2 separate regions of the Gossypium hirsutum genome follow, and region 2 is linked to region 1. Evidence: chromatin contacts called from public Hi-C data. All regions are on one chromosome and are shown on one strand. Each heading gives the region's core, a stretch centred on a gene start, on an enhancer-like site or on the middle of the called end of the contact. The rest is flanking DNA. Distances are from core to core; before and after follow the strand shown.

Region 1 (3,013 bases), core at 273-2,772:
ATCTAATTTTGAAAATTTGGAGTTGAATGCACTTTTCCTGTTTTCCTTTTGGTTATGGATTCAATTTGCGTTTTCAAAGTTTTCTAATGATATGGATATTCAATTTAAAAGATATTAACTGACATGAAAATAGCTTTGTACTTGAAATAATATATGAAATAATTGAAAATTGCACAACAGGAAGATTTGGACTACTAATATTGCTAAAAAATATAGAATTTAAAAATTGGTGAATATATGTAAATATCAAGGGTTAAATTTATTATTATATTTATATATAAATATCAAAACAAACATTTAGGTGCAATTTTAGAAGAATAATTGTTTTCTTCACTCTAATTTACCTTTTTTAATAGAAAAACTAAAATACAATTTGTGATATGGTATAGAGAGTTTTGTGGTATTTTTACAAAATTTTAAATATATTATGCCTCAACATAATAATCTATAATATCTATAACAATAATACTGAGTTTTCGAGAAATTTTTAAATTGTCAAAATTAAATCTAAGAAAAATAAATTTAAAAAATAAAAAATCAAATTAAATCGAAAACTGTGATACATTATCAAATAATGCTCAAGAGTTTGTTTTTTTTTTTGTTTGTTTGTCAAAATAAGTGAAGAAAAACCTAAAATCTAAATGGCACAATTGCAATAAATTGAACCGACCATAGAAAAAGAATAATAGAGGAGAGGCAAGTGCAGAAAAGAAAGTGAAAAAGAAGGCAATCAAACCCATGTTGAGGGACCCCCTCTCATATTTGCCGACCAAAAAAGAATAAAGGACAGCAGTCAGTGGAGGAGTTGGTTGCTACGCTTTGGTGGTAGGGGATAGATATATCATTTGACTTTGTCAGAGTTGGTTGTCGTGGAAACTTACTACTTTTGAATAATAATTAAAAATAAAATCGGCATCATCATCAACAGTTGCATGGCAAATGGATCTTTTCTTGCGTGTGATTCACCTGACTGCCAGTCTCTAATTTCTTGGAAGCTCATCATTTTAATTTGATGATGGACTTACAAAGTGTGAAAACCCCCGTGCCAAATTACGCCGCCCACGTAAACTCATCCATCCATCCATCCATCCATCCATCCATCACCTTCCTTCTTTTTGGGATTTTGACCGAACACCATCGGTTCTTTTCACAACCTGTATAAGTGGAATATTATTATTGTTATTAGGTACACAACCTAATTGGGGGTTTTTATTTTGATTACTTAAAAAATATCTTTTTAATTGAATTATTATTGTAAAAAAATATAATTTTAATCAATTAAACGTTAAATATTTAATGTTTGTTAAGGGTAATTGAGCAACTAATTTTTTTTAACATTGATAACTAAATTAAAAGGATATTTTTTAATAACCAAAATAAAAGAACTTGAAAAGTTAAAATAGTTATTACGGTGGACTCAATTCAACTTTCATCTTGCTTGCTTACCACACTTCAGATGTTGGTTTTCTAGAGCTAGCCGGCTACGTGTAAAACAATATACTTCACAAAATAATAAAAAAGAGCAATAAGCTGTAGACGTTGATATTTGCTACCTTATATTATGTGTACAAATATCTATACAGTGCCACCCATGCCCCATGCTTTACCAAAATTAAAGTTTACAGCATATATTCTATTTCTTTTCTCCATAAGGGAAAAAGTTCTCAAAAAAGAAAATCATATTTTAAAATTTTAAAAAAAATACCTCATTTGGTTATTTGATATATTAATACAAAGAAAACCTAATATTTACCTAAATATTAAAATACTTAGTATGAATTATAAACATGATATTACAAGAATGAGTAAAACTCAAAAAAAAAAAAAGTAAAAAAGTTTTTGTTTTTTGGTCATGAGATTTTCTATTAAAAAAAGGATAACAAGCAAGAAAAGGTTAAGTTTCATACAAGTGTTCAATTAATACAAGATAAATTAAAGGAACAATCAATAAGCTTGAAACCAATCTTACAAAAGTCAAACACAAAACTCAAAGAAGCAAATCTGCTTGTAATATACCATCTACGGTGAAGTCAATTTTTTTTTTTGATAAGAATTAAATTATATATTTTTATAAAAGTAAAAATCTAATTTTATTATTTTAATAGTTTATATTTTTATAATTTTAAAAGATTAAATTAATTTTTTATTATTTTAAGAGGGATTAAAGTATAATTTTATTATTACTAATTTAAAATTTTATAAATTATAAAAAAACCTAAATAGAAAATTTTTTATTTTAGGTGTTTGGCCGTACCAGGCCCCGACTTCTCCTCCGCATACCGTCGTTGCCAAAAGGAGTAAGGACGGAAACCCTCACTTATTTGAGCCACCGTGAACAGTTGATTAATCAATATAGAATGGTTTTTTCTCCTCTCAAACAAATATTGCACATTTAATATTTTAAAAATCAACATGTTTTTCTAAATAAAATAAAGGGAAAAAAATGGAGATGCGTTAGGAAGTTGAATTGTCAGATAAGACGTTGGTCGGATTCAAGTTGCCGAAATGAGATCTCAACCTCGATCTGCCATGGTTGCTATCTGTATCTATCTAAATAAATCAATTCAAGTAATTAAAACTCCTATTATCAAATTAAACTTTAATTAAAATCATTCTATTTTATGGTTCATCATAAAATTCAAAATTCTTTTTAATTTCTTCCTCTGAATTATTTTATTTCTCCCTCTTAAATTGAAAACCAAAATTCTACCAAACTTAAAACCAGAAAATTTATTGAAATTTCCATAGAAATTAATATGAGTAATTTTTTTTCAAAATTTTTGCCCTCTAACTTTACAAAAAAAAAATTAGCCTTCCATTTAATTTCCATCTCTTGTGGTATTTGAATTTACATTTTTGTCAAATCACTCTAAATGGATAGAAAAGTTATCGTTTATTAACTTTACTGACATGACATACAAGTAAATTATTATGTAGATGAAGCATTTAATTAATTTTTTAAATTTTAAAAAATATTAAATTTTTTAACAATTTAATGATTTTTATTTTTAAA
Region 2 (3,013 bases), core at 239-2,738, 85 kb after region 1:
TCCTATATATGTAGCTGTGAAACAAATATTCAACTACTCTGGAGAACAAAGGTAAAGCAGATACTTAAAAACATGAACCACAAACCCTGCTTACGTAATGCTAGACTTAAAGCATAACAAGAATCATTTACCAGCTTTTCTTTCACTTTTCACAACCAGTCAAAGACTTGGCCTGCTTTGGGAAGGAAGGCTTGAAAGATATGAAATGGCTGCAGAAGGTAAAACATATACTTAAAACAGAATCACTTAAACCAAAAAAAAAAAAGAAAATGAAGAAGCTAATTCCTTGTTCTTCAACATCAAATGTTGTAATTCTTTGAACATATTATTATTAGATGCATATACATATATACAAATCTGAGTACGAGTAACATAATATGGATACGATGAAGCATTGCACGAAATAGAACGTGCAAAACAGAATAATAAAACAAAATCGAAGTAGAAATCATTTTCTGAACGAAACTTAAATTTGCATTTCTTTTTTCATATAATTCTAGAATTTTCCTATCAACCAAACAGAGACTTAAAAAGAATCCATTATGATATAATACTCTTTAAGAATTGCATGAACAGTTAGTAAACGAGATAGTGACAAACAAACAGAAAAACACAGAATTTCGATCAAAAACCGAAAATTAAAAGAAAAAAAACACTTTGATAAAAAACAGCGAAACAAGCTTCGATCTGCTAAAAATACACTTAAAATCAAACAAAAAGCACGCACAGATCAGTGAGAGCAGAGGTGACATTTAACATAAACAGGGGCCAAAATCTTTCTAACTATGGACAAGAAACCGATTCACAAAACTATGGAGAAGAAAATATACCTTTCTAAAGCAAGTCTGTGAAGAAAGTCTGCCCAAGACAAGCCAAACAGTACAACCAAACTAGCAGAAAACCCAAGCAAGATCTCAGACAAAAACAAGCAGAAAATCCCCAAATCAATTTATAAAAAGAAGAAGAAATCAAGGGGGAAAAGGAGCCCGAAACCAAATCAAGGGAGAACGAAAGGGAGAAGGGAGAACGAACGGGAGAACGAAACCAGATCGGTGTAGAGAGGAGAAGGGAGAACAAGAGTGTAGAGAAGGGAGAACGCTGGAAAAATCGGAAAATGTCTTACTAATTCCAAATCGGTAAGACATTTTCCAAAATTAAAAGCTTCTTTTTCCCGTGTTTGTAATTGATTTTACGTGAGGAAAATATTTTCCTCCAATCAAACACTGAAAAATGGGGAAAATTAATTCCGAAAAATATTTTCCCCCTATCAAACCGACCCTAATTATTAATTAAGTAAAAAGGAGGAAGAAAATCACAACTTCACAAGTCACAATCTCAGTCCACACACAAAAGACGCGTCGTTTGCAAGCAGATTCTTCGTAATCCATATATGACGATATAAATTGAAATTTTGATTTTTCTTCCTCAAATATTCTTTTTTTTTCTGCTTTTTAATTTATATTATACTAATATATTATTTGGCGAAGGCCTAAACAGCCCAGCCCTTACAGCAACAGGCGTCTGGATGCTACTATAAAGCAAGACCAAAGACCAAGCTAGTGTGGCCTCTTTTTATCTTTCAGTGACCTGTATCCAGCCAACCCGAGATTTTCTATTTTCCGATTCTTTTTAGGTCTTTTTTCCCAATTTTTTTTGTATTTCTAAAACAGAAACAAATAGGTGTCTCAATGGCAGAAGAGAGCGGTGCCCCTGTAAGTTGTGCTGATTTGCCCGTTAAAAGGCCCAGGGAAGACGAAGAAAACGGGGTCTCTTCTGCTGCTGCTGCTGTTGCCATGGAAATGGAAGCTGATACCAATAATACTTCCAAGGAAGCTGATGGGATTTCCTCTGTTATTCCTGGATGGTTCTCTGAGATTAGCCCAATGTGGCCTGGTTCGTTTTTCAACTCTCCTAATTCCCCATTATTTCTCCTAATCTTTTCTTTACGTTTCCTTTTGGAGAAAAGAATGTAAAGTGTTGTTTTTTTTTCTTTCTCTGCTTCGATTCCAAAGAGGGCTTTTTTCTTAAATCTGGGTTTTTTTCCTTTATGATTTTCGATGCATGTTTTAATCTATTTATATTTTTTATGGTTATAGATTTGTTTTAGATTATGGGTGAACAAGTTTCTGTGCTTTTTATTTGGCTTTCAACTGATTTGAATGAAAAAAAAATTATTTTATTTTATTTTATTTTATTGTGCTTATTTTGATTGTGTAAGATATTGGTTCCATCTAAGGGCGTTACTTATTTTGATTGAATTCATGGGTTGGGTTCTTTTCAACTTCGTTCCCCCTTTTATTCGTCACTTCTGATGTGCGTTCTTATCTGATATTTTCTGTTTTTGGCTCTTCTTTAGGGAAAAAAGGGGTTCTCAAATGGTCCCATCTCCCATATTGAGGATGTTTTTATTTTGGACATCTCATGTAACTTGGTTGTCATTTCTGCTTGTGTAGTGGGTCTGTTTGTGATTCTTTATAGTGAAAAAGGAAAAGGAAAAAAAAAGCTTTATTTTTATATGTCTAACTTCTAGTTAACTACATTTTCATTGAATGTTAAGCGTTTACGCTTCTTTGTGCACATTTGCTTGTTTATATGATTGACATCTCGAAGTGCATACTGCTTGCATGTTGTCACTTGTGTGTATTTTTCTTATTTGGGAGTGTGTACTATTAGTTTAATAGCGACGTCTGATCTATATTCATTCATAATTCAATGTGTTAATCCATTGCTTCCAATTTTGATTCTTGGATTTATGGGTTCTTTCATAGTAGTTACTGTGAAAGTTGTGGAGTATGAGGCTGGTGTTACTTTTGCAAGTTAGGGTCTTTTTAGTGTGCACGGGGGTTTCCATGCAGTAGGCTTTGTAGGTTACTTGAAATTAAGAAAGATGTAAGGGAGGAAGTAGCATAATAATTCACTGAAATGATACTTTCTTTTTATTTAGTATCTGAGAAGAAAAACATCTTTAGTGGCTCTGTTTTATATGAAATATGCAGGAGAGGCGCATTCCTTA

Evidence for each region. Hi-C and Micro-C count contacts between places; a contact is called where the count stands out from the background.
Region 2: a Hi-C map of leaf shows a contact between it and region 1, with 1.7 times the contacts expected there. The contact joins the promoter of LOC107886614 here to the enhancer-like site in region 1. A contact is called at or near these places in 6 of 34 Hi-C or Micro-C datasets (cotyledon, leaf and seedling).

Annotation. Positions count from the first base shown.
Region 1 is chrA03:99,464,774-99,467,786 of Gossypium_hirsutum_v2.1, forward strand. No RefSeq gene overlaps it. Among protein-coding and RNA genes, the nearest start is that of LOC121220272, 12 kb to the right of the region's middle. Within about 2 kb of position 1,523, at least 5 of the 9 cell types and tissues checked have an H3K27ac peak or open chromatin away from gene starts, as enhancers often do. A contact at or near this core is called in cotyledon and leaf, where this site is marked.
Region 2 is chrA03:99,550,007-99,553,019 of Gossypium_hirsutum_v2.1, forward strand. It overlaps LOC107886614 (spermidine synthase 1), which reads left to right and starts at 1,489. Exons shown (of 9, transcript XM_016810639.2): 1 at 1,489-1,893; 2 at 2,997-3,013. The coding sequence starts at 1,689. It overlaps LOC107886615 (a long non-coding RNA gene), which reads right to left and starts at 1,481. Exons shown (of 2, transcript XR_001680806.2): 1 at 831-1,481; 2 at 1-209.